Regions from separate parts of the Pan troglodytes genome. Here region 1 is linked to region 2. The links are chromatin contacts, called in public HiChIP or PLAC-seq maps. All regions are on one chromosome and are shown on one strand. Each heading gives the region's core, a stretch centred on a gene start, on an enhancer-like site or on the middle of the called end of the contact. The rest is flanking DNA. Distances are from core to core; before and after follow the strand shown. Region 1 holds the start of HDDC2 (HD domain containing 2). Region 2 holds the start of TPD52L1 (TPD52 like 1).

Region 1 (3,358 bases), core at 832-3,331, 140 kb before region 2:
CTTTTTAATCCTTGATCCCTCCATTTTTTAATTTTTAATTTTTTAGAGACAGGTTCTGTTTCCCAAGCTGGAGTGATCATAACTCACTGCAGTTTCAAACTTCTGGGCTCAAGTGATCCTCCCATCTAAGCCTCCCAAGTAGCTGGGATAAAGGCACAAACCACACCTGGCTTGATATTTCCTTTATTTAGCACCACTTACCATCATAAAAATGGCTTCCAGGTCATTATCCTAACCACGTTTAATACAAGCCCCAATGTCCTTGGCATTTATTTGGTTCTTAGTCATATTTAATCTTGTTGCTGAACCAGTCTTCAAAAAAATTATTTCATGCCTTCTTTCTCCTTGTATTAGTCCATTCTTGCATTGCTATAAAGAACTACTTGAGACTAGGTAATTTATAAAGAAAAGGTATTTCATTGGCTGTACAGGAAGCATGGCTACAGAAACTCACAATCATGGTAGAAGGTGAAGGAGAAGCAGGCATCGTCTTCACCTGGCAGAGCAGAAGAGAAAGAGAGCAAAGGGGAGAAGTGCTACACACCATTAACCAGATCCCATGAGAACTCACTCACTATCACAAGAACTGCAAGGGGGAAGTCTGCCACCATGATCCAATCACCTCCCACCAGGCCCCTCCTCCAACTTTGAGGATTACAGTTTGACATGATATTTGGGTGGGGTCACAGAGCCAAACTATATCACTCCTTAAACCTCAAATGCCTCCTCCTCTATTCACAAACATTCTAGCCTCCTTTCTTCCCAGAGGCCTAGCAAGATTGCACTCCACAGGCCCCCTTTGAAGTTAGACGTGGCAGTGTTACTTATTTCACCAATGATACGTAGACGAAAGGTCATATATCACTTCCAGAGACAGGCTTTAAGAGCCAGAGTGCCACTTTTCTTTTTTCCAATTCTGGCAAAAGAGAGCAAAGAAAGCCTCCTAGCTCCCTGAGTAAGGTTAGAGCAAGCAGCATCCTCTAGCTGATCTACAATAGACACTTAGCATGAGAGAGAAATAAACCTTTGATGTGTTAAACTGCTGAGATACAGGAAATAAGGAGGTTGTTTGTTATTATAACATCCCAGCCTATACTTTGCTTCCTAATTTGGTGAGAAAATAGAAGCAATCAGAAGAGAACTTCTACAACCTCCCATGACCACATGTGTGACTGATTAGTCACCCTATACTCTGTCCTCCTCCAATATTTGAATGAATTCTCCATATTCCTAACTAAAGCCCATCTTTTATCTTGTACACCAGATGGGAATATTTTTCCTTACTCAAGGCTGACATTCAAATATTTCTCTTCTTTGTCTCTTATATAATCAATGTTTCCCTTTCTACTAGATCCCCTTCATCAGTAAATAAACATACATAATATCTCCTGTTTTGAAACAATCTCTCCACTAGTTAACAGCACCCCAACCCCATCTCCAATGTGCTGTAATACTTGCTCCTATTCTCTTCAGAATTATCTCACTAGGTTCTGCTTGTCCCACTACACTGAAAACTACTTTTGTCAGGGTAACCAATAATATTGAATTTACTAAGTCTGGAAGTCAAACCTTGGTCCTTACATTGACTTGGTTGACCATATTCCTTCCTTCTTGAAATATTTTTGTACATGGCTTCCAGGACACAACTATCCTACCTACTAATCCTCTTCCTACCTCACTGGCTGTTCCCTCTTGATCTCACAAAGTCTAAATGTTGGGGTTCAGGTCTTGGGTGTCTTTTCTTCCTCATTCACACCCTCTTGCCAGGTGACCTCATCCAGTTTCATGGTTTTACACTGTCAACTGAAGAATAACGAGGTTCATAAATTTAGAAAGGAGAGCTTTATTTTTCATAAAGAGTACTGAGTGTCAAGTATGTGCCAAGCAAGGTGTCTGCCACTGACGGAGCAATGCCCAAGCAGCGGACACCAAGGCCAAGAAGGCGAAGGCTGGACAGAAGGTCCTGAGAAAACCGTGAGAATATGGAGGAGGGGGAGGAGGAATAAGAACAGGAGGAGGAGGGGGAGGAGGAATAAGAACAGGAGGAGGAGGAAGAGGAGGGGGAGAGAGGAAGAGGGGCAGGAGGAAGAGGAAGAGGAGAAAGCGGAAGTGGGGGAGGAAGAAGAGGAGGAGGAGGAGTTGGAAGGGGAGGAGGAAGAGGGGGAGCAGGAAGAGGGGCAGAAGGAAGAAGAAGAGGGGGAGGAGAAAGAGAAAGAAGAGTAAGAGGAGGGGGAAGAAAGACAAGGGGAAGGGGAGGAGGAGGAGGACGGGGAGGAGCTTCGCCGCGGCCTGCTCCGCCCAGCCGGGGTCGGTGGCCGCATGGCTTCGGTCTCCTCTGCGACCTTCTCGGGCCACGGGGCTCGGTCCCTACTGCAATTCCTGCGGCTGGTAGGGCAGCTCAAGGTGAGCGGGCACCAGGCCGGGAGGCCGCGGCCGAGCGGGCGGGACTGTGGGGCGGCGGAGCTTCCGGCCTCCCCGCTCGGCCCGCGGTCTTTCCCCTTCCTGCGCCGCGTCAGCCACGCCGAATTCGGGAAAGGCCCCAGTCCTGCGGATGCGGCCGCGCGTCGCCGACGGTGGACGGAGGAAGCAGCCGGCGGGACAGGCTGGCCAGCTGGGGCGGCCCGGAGTCTGAGCCTAGAGCCTGGCGCCGCGAGGTCCGCCCTGCAGCCGCGCCGGTTCCCGGAGAGCAGCCGGCCTGGCCCTGCCTGCACTGAGCTTTTCCGGGGCTCACGACCCCAGAACTCATGTGTGTGTGTGTGTGTGCGCGCGCGCGCGCGCGCTCACGACCTGTGTGTGTGTGTGTGTGTGTGTGTGTGTGTGTGTGTAAAGCGCGGCTGCTTCTGAGCACGGGTGGGAAGAACAGAATCTGTCGGCTCTTCAGATTTTAAGTGGAGCTTTTTATGTCTGTCTCACAGTTACTTCCAGAAACAAGACTTTTCTCCCGGCCACCCCGCAAACGGGATTTAATGTAATACACACGAGTTTCATCATGTGCGTCTTCCCTGTCTCTCTCCCAAGTTCAAAGTAAATTATCCGTTTCATGCCACTCTGACTACTATTTATAACATTCCTTAGAGATGTAGAATTCTGAGGAAGAAATGCAGTTTCACAAGATGAAGTTATGATGTGAATAAAAGGAAGAGTCACGGCTGGTGGTAGCATCAAGCAGTTAGAAGTGCCCTTATCCCTTGTGCCTCAGAATTTGGAAGCCTATCACTCGTTCACTTTCAGACCCTTCAATACAGTGTTTTCTGCTTGTGTAGGATTATTTGAAGGCACAAAGCCGCAACTCTTGTTCGGAAAAATGCAGTTTTGTTTTTGTTTAAAGGACTTGCATATGTTCCATAATTATACATCA
Region 2 (2,965 bases), core at 143-2,642:
AGGAGGATGGAACAAACGAGTAAGGTTCGTGCTGTTCAGACAATTGTAATCCTGGCAGCAAACCTGTTGGGCGACTCCAGGCCCATGCAATCGCCAACCCACTCTCATTCAGGGCGTTCTGCCCCTAGAGGGCGAGCGCATCAGGTCATGAACCTTTCTTTTTTTTTTTTTTTTAATGAGATTTTATTTATACTAAGAGCCAACACAGAGTTTCCTACTGTGTAAAAGAATGGTGGCTTTGATTGCCTTAAAGGCTGAACTCCGCAAGCCATCCCTTCTGGGCGTTGCTCCCCAAGGTAGATCACTGAGTCCGTTTCCTTCCCACTTGTCTCTCGCTCCACATCCGCCCACCTCTGCCCCTTTCCACGGTCCGTTTACCCCCATTCTTGAACGATTCCATCGGAATTCCCCAACCCTGTTCCAAGTGTGACCCCAAGATATGAGGCCGCCCTTCCTGAAGCCACCGCAGGCTCCTCCAGCAGGCAGCCCCGGGAGCAGGGAGCTGGGCGGCCGGGGGCCCCGCGCGCCACGGGAGGCAGAGGTCGCTCCCCGATCGCGGGAAACCGGGACTCACGTGTGGATCTGCTGGAGGTCAGGGGGCCGGTAACGTTCACCTGGCCTCGGAAGGCGGGTCCCCGAGCGGGAAGCGTCTCGCGCAGCCGGGCTGCGGAGCCACCCCCTCGGTGGGCGATCCCCTCACTCCCTAACTTGGGAGCCACAAGCCGCGAGTCCACGGCCCTGGGCGAAAAGAGTCACATTCCCTCCCCACTCCCTCAAGGGAAAGGGAGCGAAACACGCTTTCCGGACCCGGCACAACAGGTCCTTCGGGCAGCCGCGAGGTGGGGAAGGCCAGGGGCGACTGGCTGCGGAAGAGGGTAGAGCATTCCACGGGCGCATTTCCTGAGGAGGGGCCTCTCCACTTACGGATCCCCTGTCACTTTATTGATCCCCAGACCCACAGCAAATCCTGAGTTTGGGCAGCAGGCATTATACCGAAGGCGCGGGTGGGAGTGGAGTTCTGGATGTGCAACACGGCACCAATCTGTTCTGTCCGAGAGCGAAGTTAGGTGGTGCAGGAAAACAGCCTTTATGCGCGCCCCAGGACCTGACTCTCGGGGCGATCGGCGACCACTCACCTTGTGCCTGCGCCTCCATGGTTGCTGACTTCGAGCTGAGGGCGGCGGGGACACCCCGGTGCTTCCCAGAGCAGATGGCAGCTGCGCCCAGGCTCAGAACGCAGCTGGCCCCGCCGCTCTCTCCCACTCCTGGCACGCGTGTCGCGAGCGCTGCGCGGAGGGGGTTGGGGACGCAGGCAGCCGCCACTAGCCGCTTCTGGTTACCTCCGCCCCTTCCAGTCCACCTGGCCCAAACCAAGCTGGAACAAGCTCGCCGCTGGGCGCCACCTGCCGGCGCTCTATACAGCAGGCGGAAGGCACCCACTCCCGGCGCTATACGGATATACCGCAGAGATATTGCAGGTTAGGTTCCAGACCCCCGCAATAAAGCGAGTATTGCAACAAAACGAGTCACACGAATTTTTCAGTTTCCTAATGCACATAAAAGTTACGTTTGCACTGTGCTGTAGTCTATTAAGCATGCAATAGCATGATGTCTAGAAAGAGCAATGTACCTACCTTAACTTAAAAAGATATTTTATTTCTAAAAAATGCTAAAGATCATCTTCACCTAATGGGAATCCTTTTGGTGGTGGAAGGCATTGCTTGGATGTTGATGGCTGCTTATTGATCCTGGTAGTGATTGCTGAAGGCTGGAATAGCTGTGTCAATTTCTTAAAATGGGACAACAATGAAGTTTGCTGCATCAATTTACTCTTCCTTTTATGAAAGATTTTTCTGTAGCATGCAATGCTGGTTGATAGCATTTTATCTACATTATAACTTTTTTCAAAATTGGAGTCAATCATCTCAAACCCTGCCATTGCTTTATCAACTAAGTTTATATAATTATAAATCCTTTGCTGTCATTTCAACAATGCTGTGAACAACTTCACCAGGAGTAGATTCCATTTCAAGTAACCATTTTCTTTGCTTGTCCGTAAGAAGCAACTCCTCAACCATTCAAGTCTTATGAGATTGAGCAATTTACTCACATATTCAGGCTTCACTTCTAATTCTAGTTCTCTTGCTATTTCTACCATATCTGCGGTTACTTCCTGCTTTGAAGTCCTGAACTCCCAAAGTCATTCAGGAGGGTTGGAATCAACTTTTTCCAAACTCCTGTTAATGTTGACTTTTTGACTTCCTCCCATGAATTATAAATGTTCTTAATGGCATCTAGAATGGTGAATCTTTTCCAGAAGGTTTTCAATTTACTTTGCCCAGATCCAACAGAAGAATCACTATTAATGGCAGCTATCTATTTATTTCTTAAATAATAAGGCTTGAAAGTCAAAATTACTCCTTTATCCATGGGCTGCAAGATGAATGTTGTTTTGCCAGGCATGAAAACAACATTAATCTCTTCGTACATCTCCATCAACTGTTGAGTGACAAAGTATATTATTAACCAATATTAAGCAATAATATTTAGAAAGAAACATTTTTTGAGCAGTAAGTCTTAATAGTGGGCTTAAAAATATTCAATAAACCATGCTGTAAACAGATGTACTGTCATTCAAGTTTTGTTGTTCCATTTATAGAGCACAGGTGGAATATATTTAGCATAATTCTTAAGGGCTTTAAAATTTTCAGAATGGTAAATGAGCTTTGGCTTCAATGTAAAGTCACCAGCTACTTTTGCCCGTAACAAGAGAGTCAGTTTGTCCTTTGAAGCTTTGAAACCAGGTATTGACTTCTTTGTAGCTGTAAAAGTCCTTGGTAGCATCTTCTTCCAATATAAGGCTGTTTCATCTGTATTGAAAATGTGTTGTTTCGTGTAGCTACCTTCATCAATGATCTTAGCCAGATCTTCTGGAGAACTTGCTGCAGCTTTGGCATCAGCCCTT

The links. HiChIP or PLAC-seq counts read pairs in DNA pulled down with a chosen protein or histone mark.
Region 1: a contact with region 2 is called in an H3K4me3 HiChIP or PLAC-seq map of stem cell-derived excitatory neurons, with 4 times the contacts expected there. The contact joins the promoter of HDDC2 here to the promoter of TPD52L1 in region 2. A contact is called at or near these places in 1 of 7 Hi-C or Micro-C datasets (stem cell-derived neural progenitor cells) and 1 of 1 datasets of contacts at active chromatin or transcription factors (stem cell-derived excitatory neurons).

What each region holds. Positions count from the first base shown.
Region 1 is chr5:137,180,328-137,183,685 of NHGRI_mPanTro3-v2.0_pri, reverse strand. It overlaps HDDC2 (HD domain containing 2), which reads left to right and starts at 2,081. Exons shown (of 6, transcript XM_001152848.8): 1 at 2,081-2,403. The coding sequence starts at 2,320.
Region 2 is chr5:137,035,674-137,038,638 of NHGRI_mPanTro3-v2.0_pri, reverse strand. TPD52L1 (TPD52 like 1) reads right to left here and starts at 1,392. Exons shown (of 5, transcript XM_003311464.5): 1 at 1,137-1,392. The coding sequence starts at 1,155.